Linked DNA regions of Mus musculus: region 1 is linked to region 2. Evidence: chromatin contacts called from public HiChIP or PLAC-seq data. All regions are on one chromosome and are shown on one strand. Each heading gives the region's core, a stretch centred on a gene start, on an enhancer-like site or on the middle of the called end of the contact. The rest is flanking DNA. Distances are from core to core; before and after follow the strand shown.

Region 1 (5,274 bases), core at 580-3,079, 42 kb after region 2:
CTTGCTACCTAGACCAGGTCATCCCTTGAACTCACAGAGATTGGTATGCCTCTGACCTCCGAGTGCTGGGATTAAAGGTGTGTGCCACCACATCTGACTAAATTAAGTTGTGATGGTTAACGTTCATTGTCAGCTTACTTGGGTTTAGCATCACCTAGGAGACACGCCATTGGGAATGTCTGTAAGGGTGTTCCCTGTGAATAGTAGACAAAGGGGCGAAGATTCACTTTGAATGTGGGTGGTACCATCCGATAGGCTTGTTCCCAGACTTAATAAAAAGAAAAGAAAAGGGCTGGAGAGATGGCTCAGTGGTTAAGAGCACTGACTGCTCTTCCGGAGGTCCTGAGTTCAATTCCCAGCAACCACATGGTGGCTCACAACCATCTTTAATGAGATCTGATACCCTCTTCTGGTGTGTCTGAAGACAGCACCAATGTACTCACACATATAAAATAAATAAATCTTAAAGAAGAAAAGAAAAGAAGCAAGTGGGCTGAGCATCGGCATTCAAGTGTCTGTCCCTCCTGACTGCATGCATCCCACCAATAGATATGTGTTAAGTACCGACTACACAAGTGTGTGTTGACTAATGAAGATGAATATTTTCTCCATTGGAGAGAAACTGTGGGGTCTGATCATTTGAAGGAGGGGGTAGTAGGAGGCGAAAGACAAGCATAGTCAACCTATTACAATATGATAACACAAACCTGTTGAGAATCTTGTGTTTCTACAAAAGTGACATTTAAACAAAGACCTAAAGGTTGGCTGAGCCAATAAGTGATGGATAGAGTCTTATCACCAGTGACTGAAGGCCTCTAGTTTCTGATCCAGCAATGTGATGCTAACTCTGAACTTTTCTGGATGAGAGAAGGCAAGGGTTATACTAGACACAGGCTGCTACCCAGTCATGTCTTTTCCAGAAAGAAAGGGTAATATTAAAACAAACAAACAAACAACCAAGTTTGAAAATTACTTAGAAAAATATTTCAAAAGTTAAGAAATGTCAAAGCTTGATTGACACTTTGTAATGTCCTAAGCAGCATATTTGGATGTATCTTTGGGACAATCTCACTGAGGACCCTAAACTAAGAAGCTGTCTGGCCTCTGGCTCCATTCTGTTTAGGGGAACTAACACACACATTTGGCATCAGGAAAAAGACTTCAGCCTGTAGCTAATACCTTCCTTATATACAGAGTAACTTTTTCAACAGACCCATGTTCACATACCTCAGCACTAATTCCCTTTGATACTTGAAAGACACAAGGCTAAGTAGGTTAAGGATTAAAGGGAGTACCTGAGAAAGGATTTTTTTTTCTTGTTTCGCTTTACTCATTTAAAGAAGATAATGCCTCTCAGAAGATGGGATGGAATTTCCTAGCAGAAACCACAGGATCCGGTTGCAGGGCCGAGTGCGCGTGGGGAGGGGGGGGGGAGGGGGCAGGGGGGAGGGGCGGGGGGGATGGAGAGGGTGAGTTTAATAAGTGGTACTTTCAGCCTTTAAAAGCCTGCCTCTCATAACTAAAACTTTCCAAGGCTTCCTCAAGCATCCTTGAGGCAACACCCACTCACCAAGGTCTCCCCCACCTTCCTTTAACATCAGGCAGGAAAGAATCTTTTCAACGGAAAGAGGTGTATACGTGCAGGAATTAAAAACCAAGCGAGGGAATCAAATACGATACATGTGAGAAAGCTGGGCCACGCTGCCGCTTGTGGTCTGCGCTTTCATCCAGATTTTTCTTTCTGTTGGAGCACAGCATAAGCTTTTCAAAGCTGCCTCTTCCTCCTCTTCTCGGGCTGGAATCTCAGATCGATTTCACCGCTGGCCTTTTTACACTTTGTAACATTGGGGAAGGCGGTCCGGTCACGTGGTATAGTGATAACGTTGCGTACACAGACCCGTGAGATCTTCCAAACAAAGGTCTGGGTTACAGCCAGACCACCAGACTGTGAAACTCGTTGAATAGTACAAGAGACACGTTTCTTAAGATTTAGAGCTGTGACCCCCATTTGTTTGCTTTCACTCTCTCAACTGGGCTGGGCTCATGGAGGACCTGGTTCATTCCTTTATCTCTACAAGGTGACAAACTCTCAACCAAGGCACGGTTTCTCTTTAGTCAATAGTTGCAGAGGGCTCCTCTCTCATAGGAAACAAAAATATAGCAGCCCAGGGTTTGGAGAACATCAACTCGCGCTGCAAGACCGTTTTATGGCTGTTCTTTTTCTGAGGACACTCTATGCTTTCCAAAGCCAAGAAAAAAAGGAGGAAAAAGAAAGTTAAAGAAGATAAAGACTGCAGCAAAGGCACACAGTGGGCGTCCTGGTCCACCTTCTATTACTGTGACAAACACCGCGGTCAAATACAGTGTCTCTAGTCACCTGCCTATGACGAAAGGATCTCTTTGGTTTATATGTTTTAATCAAAGTCCGTCACTGCTGGACCCTGGAGGCAGGAGCTGATGCAGAGGCCATGGAGGGATGCTGCTAGCTGGCTTGTTTCCCATGACTTGCTCAGCTTTCTTTCTTTTCTTTTTTTTTTTTTTAAAGATTTATTTATTTATTATATGTAAGTACACTGTAGCTGTCTTCAGACACTCCAGAAGAGGGCGTCAGATCTTGTTACAGATGGTTGTGAGCCACCATGTGGTTGCTGGGATTTGAACTTCAGACCTTCGGAAGAGCAGTCGGGTGCTCTTACCCACTGAGCCATCTCACCAGCCTCAGCTTGCTTTCTTATAGAACCCAGGTTTGCCTGCCTAGGGTTGGCACTGCCTCCTGCGGGCTGGGCCCTCTCCTATCAAACTGATCAAGAAAATGCCCTAAAGACTGGCTCATAGGAGATTCGATGGAGGCATTCTTTTTTTTTTTTTTTTTTTCTCCATTGAGGTTCCTCTTCCCAGATAACTTTTCTGTGTTAAGTTGACAAACAACGAACCACAATAGGGAAAAGAAAAATGTAACTGAGACCCTATGGTTTCTTTCTCTTTTTTTCCTTTTCCTTTTCCTTTTCCCTTTCCCTTTTCCTTTTCCTTTTCCTTTTCCTTTCCTTCTTCTTCTTCTTCTTCTTCTTCTTCTTCTTCTTCTTCTTCTTCTTCTTCTTCTTCTTCCTCTCTCTCTCTCTCTCTCTCTCTTTCTCTCTCTCTCTCTTTGTCTTCTCCTAGTTTTAATTTCGTTCCTATCATTTACTGAATTTAATGTAAAACATTTAGCATTTTGCAAGGTATGCCTGAAGGCGGGGCCTTGGAATGGAGGTCACCCCTGGAAGCTCGAGAGCTCCTTCACACAGTGAGTTGTGTGAGGGAGTAATAAAAGCGCCATCACATTAGCATCCCTCAAAATGGCGACTCTGAGGGATTTCAGAGAACCAAGAACAGGCGTGAGGAAGGAAAGCAGCCGAGGCTCCATGGAAGCAGGAGCGGAACCCCAGAACCACGTGTGTCTCTTTGCTGCACTGCCCGCTGACTGCTTTCCTGCTTCACTCTGTGCATATCCTCTCCAGTCCTCTCTGTCTATAGTGGAGCTTTCTAAGCCTCTCTCTGTGCTGGGCTGCTCTCCTGGTGCGTGAATGGAACTTATAGACGCAGGGGGTCACATCACGTGACACACACGTGATGAACCCAAGTCTGGAATAGTTCTCAGGGAAACCAGGATTCAATGAGGCGAAACCCCAGAGCTAGCCACAGCATGCCGTGCCATTATTTCTTGTTCATTTGATTGCACTCTAAGGAGAATATAGAGTGGGGACTGAGTGAAAGCCTCACTTTGTCAGGGAAATTCACAAGTATTTATTGAACACAATAAAGCGGCAGAGCAGAGGACAATAAGGCTGAAAGCAGTTGATTTCCTCCCACGGACTTCTAAAACCATTGTGACTCTCATTGGGAAATGGATCCTAAGTGACTACTGTGTTCATACAGAGCTGTACCCAGTCAGCATCACTGGGCTCCAGAGAAATACACTTTAAAACATCCGTAGTCTACTTCTATTTTTTGACTAAAGAGTGCTTTATGTAAGGAGGTAACTGAGGAGCTGGAGGCCGGCGAGGCTCTTCCCCGGTGTCTCCCTCTGCTGAACAGCACTTCACATCCCACGGAATGGCGAACATAAAAAAAGGATGACAATTCCAAGTGAGTGTGAGAATGTGGACAGACTGGAACGTTCGCTCATGTGTGTTGGATGGGTGTGTAAAGTGTACTAAGTCAAGAAAATGGTCAATTATAAATCACCATACAGTCTGGCGATTTCATTCCTGGTTCTATTTCCAAGAGGAAAAAAAGAAGAAGGAGGAGGAGGAGAAGGAGGAAGAGGAAGAGGAAGAGGAAGAGGAAGAAGAAGAGGAAGAGGAAGAGGAGGAAGAGGAAGAGGAAGAGGAAGAGGAAGAGGAAGTCGTCTACTCAACAGAAAACACATATACAACAAAGGTTGATGGTGCTTTCTTCTTCTTTTGAAAGATTTATTTATTTATTACATGTAAGTTCACTGTAGCTGTCTTCAGACACTTTTTCTTCTCTCTCCAGGCCCACTTGCTCTAGCCCAAAGGTTTATTTATTTATTACATGTAAGTACACTGTAGCTGTCTTCAGACACCCCAGGAGAGAGCGTCAGATCTCATCACAGATGGTTGTCAGCCACCTTGTGGTTGCTAGGAATTGAACTCAGGACCTCTGGAAGAGAAGTCAGTGCTCTTAACCTCTGAGCCATCTCTGCAGCCCTGGTGCTTTCTTCTTAATAACACAAAGCTGTAAGCAACTCACCTGTTCAACCATAGCAGAATGGGATAATAAACTCTAGGATGGTTGTATAATGGGCCGCCACACAGTAATAACAAGAATGAATCCGTGCTCACACAACAGGGCTTGTGAACCGATAGGCTTAGTATCCAGGGAAAGAAGGCCAAAGCAGAAGAACATGTACCATAAGTAGCTCACGATCCCGTCTTCAGGAAGCTCGGGGTCAACAAGTCCATGGAGAAGGACCGCAGACTGACGTTACCTTCGAGGGCTTACAGACTGTAGGGGTCCTGATTGAGCACCACAGGAGAACAGAAGCAGTTTACCTATGGACAGAATGGTTGTTACATAGGTATAGACTACATACATTTTTAACCACGTTGCACACATTAAAAATACACTTTTTACTCTATGGATAAGTTATATCTAAGCTAAAAACCAAAACAGAAAACTACCCCATTTGATCTTCACAGAGAAGAGCCTTGGTAAGATTTCTCCAAGCTGGAGAGAGTTCTACCCTCCTGTCCATCCTCGGTGCCCTTCAAA
Region 2 (4,582 bases), core at 815-3,314:
CAGTTACCTGGCAACAACCAGGTAGGCTCCTCCCCACAGTTACCTGGCAACAGCCAGGTTGCCTGGCCCAACCGCTGCTTGCCCCCTCCTCTCTTTCTTACTCCTACTTCTCTCCCTTGCCTCTTGCTCCCCCTCTCCCCATTCCCTTCCCACTCTCTCCAAGTGGTCATGGTCATGGCTAGCCTCTATACTCTCTCTCTCTCTCTCTCTCTCTCTCTCTCTCTCTCTCCTCCTACTACTACTACCCTTTAAACTCCCTTCCCCATGCCCTTAATAAACTCTATTCTATACTATACCATTGTGTGGCTGGTCCCTCAGGGGGAAGGAATGCCTTGGCATGGGTCCGCTGAGGCACTCCTTTCCCCCACACCTACATAGAACATATCTCTCCTCTCTTTATCTTTTTATAGTCACAACAATCCTGGGATAGGATTGCCAGAAAGGGAGACAAAACCTGCCCAGGCCTGCCACAAGGGCCCTACTCATAGAATGTAAGGAGTGCAGGGGAGAGCTGCTGAGGTCGGTCTTCTACAGACAGGAGGTCTGGGCTCCTTGGGAGTCAGTTCTCAGCCAGGTCTTCCTGACTCAGTTTGTGAGTAGGGATCCCTTGTTCAGCATCCATAGTGTTAGACCTAGTGGGGAAACCCCTACCCAATTCCCAATTCGGCGTGCACCCAAAAAAATCACAAAGGACCACCATCTTGATGTAAATACATGAGGACGTTTAATTACGGAGCTCCGGACTGACATGTATCTCACACAGGAGATAACGGATGTCGGCCACGAGGCTCGAAAGCTAGGGGTTTTTATGGGGTAAGGGGCTTAGGGGTGTGGAATTCAGCATAGTGACACACTATTAGCTTATTTAAACATTAACAGAAAGATTACATGTTAGCAAAAGGGCATCAGGACTTTGTTCCTGTGGGCTGGGGGCTTATCTTGTTCACATAGCAACCAGTTGATGTATGACTTTACCCAGTGTCAAGGGGCAGTAGACAGAGGGGAGGTTCGGGCCAGGTGGTGTTGACCCAGACAAGATAGCCCTGCTTGTACAATCAAGCTGTTCTTAGGAATGTCTTAACAGCCCTGTCTGTTCTGCTTTGTTCTCGGCCCCAGGCCGCGGGCTCATAGACAACTCTTTTACATGAATCACAAGTTACAAAATCTCATTTTCTTTCAATAGGAAATGGCAAGCTACAGTAAAAGTAGTGTAGCTTCACTCCGACCTCCTACAACCTTCGAAAGTTATGCAATTATGGCTCAGTTGGTAAAATGGCTGCCATGGATGTAGCAAGCACATAAAAAGCTATGCCTGGCCGGGCGTGGTGATGCACACCTTTAATCCCAGCACTCAGGAGAAAGAGGCAAGCTGATTTCTGAGTTTGAGGCCAGCCTGGTCTACAAAGTGAGTTCCAGGACAGCCAGGGCTATAAAGAGAAACCCTGTTTCAAACAAACAAAACAACAACAACAAAAAAGCTATGCCTGGCACCGCAGTGCCTTGGTGGTAGACAGGAAGGGTCATGACCTTCCTGGCCTGCCGATTTTGCCAAATCAGTATCCTCCAGGTTCTGTGAGAGACCTTGTCTTAAAAAAAATTAAGTGAGTACCAGGCATGGTGATGGGTGGTACACACCTTCAATCTTAGCACATAGACAGAGGCAGGCAGATCTCTGTGAGTTTGGAGTCAGCCTATTCTATGTAGTGAGTTCCAGGACAGCCAGGGCCTCATGGTGAGCCCTTGTCTCAGAAAGAAGAATTGTGGAGAAGAGGCCTATGTGGACCTCTGGCCTACACACACCCACCCACACATACACACACACACACACACACACACACACACACACACACACACAGACACCACAGAGATTTTTTTATTGGTAAAAAAAGATTCTACTAGAATCAAGTGTCTAAATAATAGGATTTAACCAAGGGGATCAAAAGGGATTAGAGTGAAACACCAAACCCACGAAGACAAAGAAAATCGAAACCAGAAACCACTCTCTCCCCACTTCCTGCTGGCTCATTTCCAGGTGCCTTTCTGTCTGGTCCCATTGTCTTACTTACTTGATAATCTCCCTGGGCCAGGAGGGTGTTGATTTAGAGCACCTCCTACTCCGACTGATAACAGCCTCCAGGCCTTCCATGCTCTGTGGGGTCTTCTTCAGCCTCCTAATGGCCCACCCGCTGTGCTTTCTGTTACAAATGTGAAAACCTTCATCCCCGCTAACCTACCAAGTGGTAAGGTGTTATTTATTGAACAGATACCAGGAGCACATGAAGGGCCGGGGGCACAGCTCTAAATGGTTGGGGAACCTCAGAGAGCCAAACAGATAAGAAACCTGCTCTTAGCTGCTTGTATCTTCCTGAGGTGGGAGAGGGTGCCCAGAGAATACTCAGAAACACAACAAGCAAGTGTAAGGTGTACTTGGCAGGTGGGCTATGGGAAAGGTCACAGTACAGGGATGGAGGAGGGCACCTGATTCTCCCCTGTTATCAGTGGGAGGCTGCAGTGGAGCAAAACACCCCCAGTCCAGATCTGCCCAGCTTCTGCCCTAATTTCCAGTTTGATCTATCTGGGACCCTTTCCTTGATCTCCACTGAAAACAGGAACGATGTTAAGTGCAGCTAGGCACGCATATCCTAAAGCCGGACTATTTGAAACAGATTTCCAGCTCAGCAAAATGCTCCCCTTGGACCAGTAAGCTGCTCTCTGCTAATAAAATTTACCTGTGTCACAGGTTATGGAGAGGGTGATGTCACCCACGGAGAGAGTGATGTCACCCATGGAGAGGGTGATGTCACCTATGGAGAGGGTGAAGTATGTTTAGCATAAGATGAGCAGAGCTGAGCGTGGCACAGCGGGGCAGATGTCACATTAAAGACAGAATGCCCGAACTGTGGGGTGGAGGACAGCGTCTGCTCAGAAAACGATGGCAGGGTGAGGTTGTGCGACCCATTTCTACCCTTCAACAGCTGTACAGCCTGCTGTGTGGGCCCCCCTGCTCAAAGCCCGAGGCTATGCCAACATGAACACAAGCATGCCTCTTCTTGTATCCATTGGTGTGTTTCCGAAAACCGCTCTTGGTTTTCTGTAGTGAGGAGGGTGGGGGGTTGTTTGTTTAAAACTTTATAAACAGAAGAATTTTTTAAAAATCTTATAGTCACTGTAATTTACATGGTACAGGGCTGGCACTGACAGGTCCCTTCAATGACAAGTCCGTTCAATGACAGAGAGTTTGTCTGAAGCCCAGGCTTGGGTCTCCAGAATCTCTGCACCAAACCAATTGTGCAGTACATTGATCACTACTGATGGAGAAATAGGAGTTACCTTTCTGTTTTCAAGATCTATCTATCTATCCGTCTATCTATCTATCTATCTATCTATCTATCTATCTATCTATCCATGAGATCTTAGAGTTGAACAACAGGAAACTATACCAGTGTTCCAAACCACCTGGCAACTGTCAGATGTTGCCAGTCACAAAATCCACTTCCAATAAGATGCCAGACCTGTCAGCAGCCTTGGTTTGGGAGGTTCTTAGGGACACTTGCTACTGGCAATATGCTGGCAAGCCTACCATGTTCACAGCTTGTGTGAAAAATATCACCCAGGCACTTCATGTCCTGTTGCCCGACGACCTCCAACTGCTGTCCTGCCTCCCTCAGGGGGATGGGGTTAGCAGAGGATATCCACTCACAATGAGATGTCTCACTTTCTGCGTTCAGATGAGACAATTCTCACTGTTTTCTTTAGTAAGAAAATGTTTCCCGAGAGAATTCTTCTTCTTACCACATCATTGAGCTCTAAGAGAAGTTAGTATCTCTCAATGATGGAGACACACTCTTCAAGATCTAGGCTGGCCTGGTCTACATAGTGAGTTCCCTGTCACCCAGGGTGTTACAGTGAGACCCTGTCCTTTACCGAAAGCAGCCTTCATTTTAATTTGGTGTTGCTTGGCCTGTACTGTGGGGCTGTTAAAAGCCACACCCATAGCCTCTGTAGAAGAAATAGATGGCAAAAACTTCAGTAGAACATCGAGGGTGGGGCTGGAGAGATGGCTCAGCAGGTAAAAGCAATGACTGCTCTTCCAGAGGTCCTGAGTTCAAATCCCAGCAACCACATGGTGGCTCACAACCACCCGTACTGAGATCTGATGCCCTCTTCTGGTGCATCTGAAGACAGCTACAGTGTACTTGTGTATAATAATAAATAAATCTTTGGGCCAGGGTTGACCGGAGCAAGCAGAGGTCCTAAAACCTCAATTCCCAACAACTACATGAAGGCTCACAACCATCTGTACATCTACAGTGTACTCATATACATAAAATGAATAAATAAATCTTAAAACAAAGAAAAAGAACATTGAGGGTGGATGAGATTGACCAGCTTGTCTTAGGAAGGAAAGAAGGCTCAGGATTTTGCCAATGACCAAGGGTTTCTGCCAGTCTCATCACCTCGGAAGCTGAGAATGAAGGCATGGAAGAGAAAATTCTGCAGGGCTGAGTTAGGGTTCCAGTGATGTGGCACATTACCTGAGATGCACATATTCAATAACTTTTCTCTTTCACTACCTCTGCTG

The links. HiChIP or PLAC-seq counts read pairs in DNA pulled down with a chosen protein or histone mark.
Region 1: a contact with region 2 is called in an H3K27ac HiChIP or PLAC-seq map of extraembryonic endoderm stem cells. The contact joins two enhancer-like sites. A contact is called at or near these places in 2 of 15 datasets of contacts at CTCF or cohesin (CD8 T cells and large pre-B cells), 26 of 484 Hi-C or Micro-C datasets (the AtT-20 cell line, B cells, the C2C12 cell line and 14 more), 9 of 115 datasets of contacts at active chromatin or transcription factors (CD8 T cells, Th17 cells, embryonic stem cells and 5 more) and 1 of 9 other capture datasets (embryonic stem cells).

What each region holds. Positions count from the first base shown.
Region 1 is chr10:117,492,677-117,497,950 of GRCm38.p6, forward strand. No RefSeq gene overlaps it. Among named protein-coding and RNA genes, the nearest start is that of Gm51783, 39 kb to the left of the region's middle. Within about 2 kb of position 1,830, at least 49 of the 459 cell types and tissues checked have an H3K27ac peak or open chromatin away from gene starts, as enhancers often do. A contact at or near this core is called in extraembryonic endoderm stem cells, where this site is marked.
Region 2 is chr10:117,450,332-117,454,913 of GRCm38.p6, forward strand. No RefSeq gene overlaps it. Among named protein-coding and RNA genes, the nearest start is that of Gm51783, 3.9 kb to the right of the region's middle. Within about 2 kb of position 2,065, at least 63 of the 459 cell types and tissues checked have an H3K27ac peak or open chromatin away from gene starts, as enhancers often do. A contact at or near this core is called in extraembryonic endoderm stem cells, where this site is marked.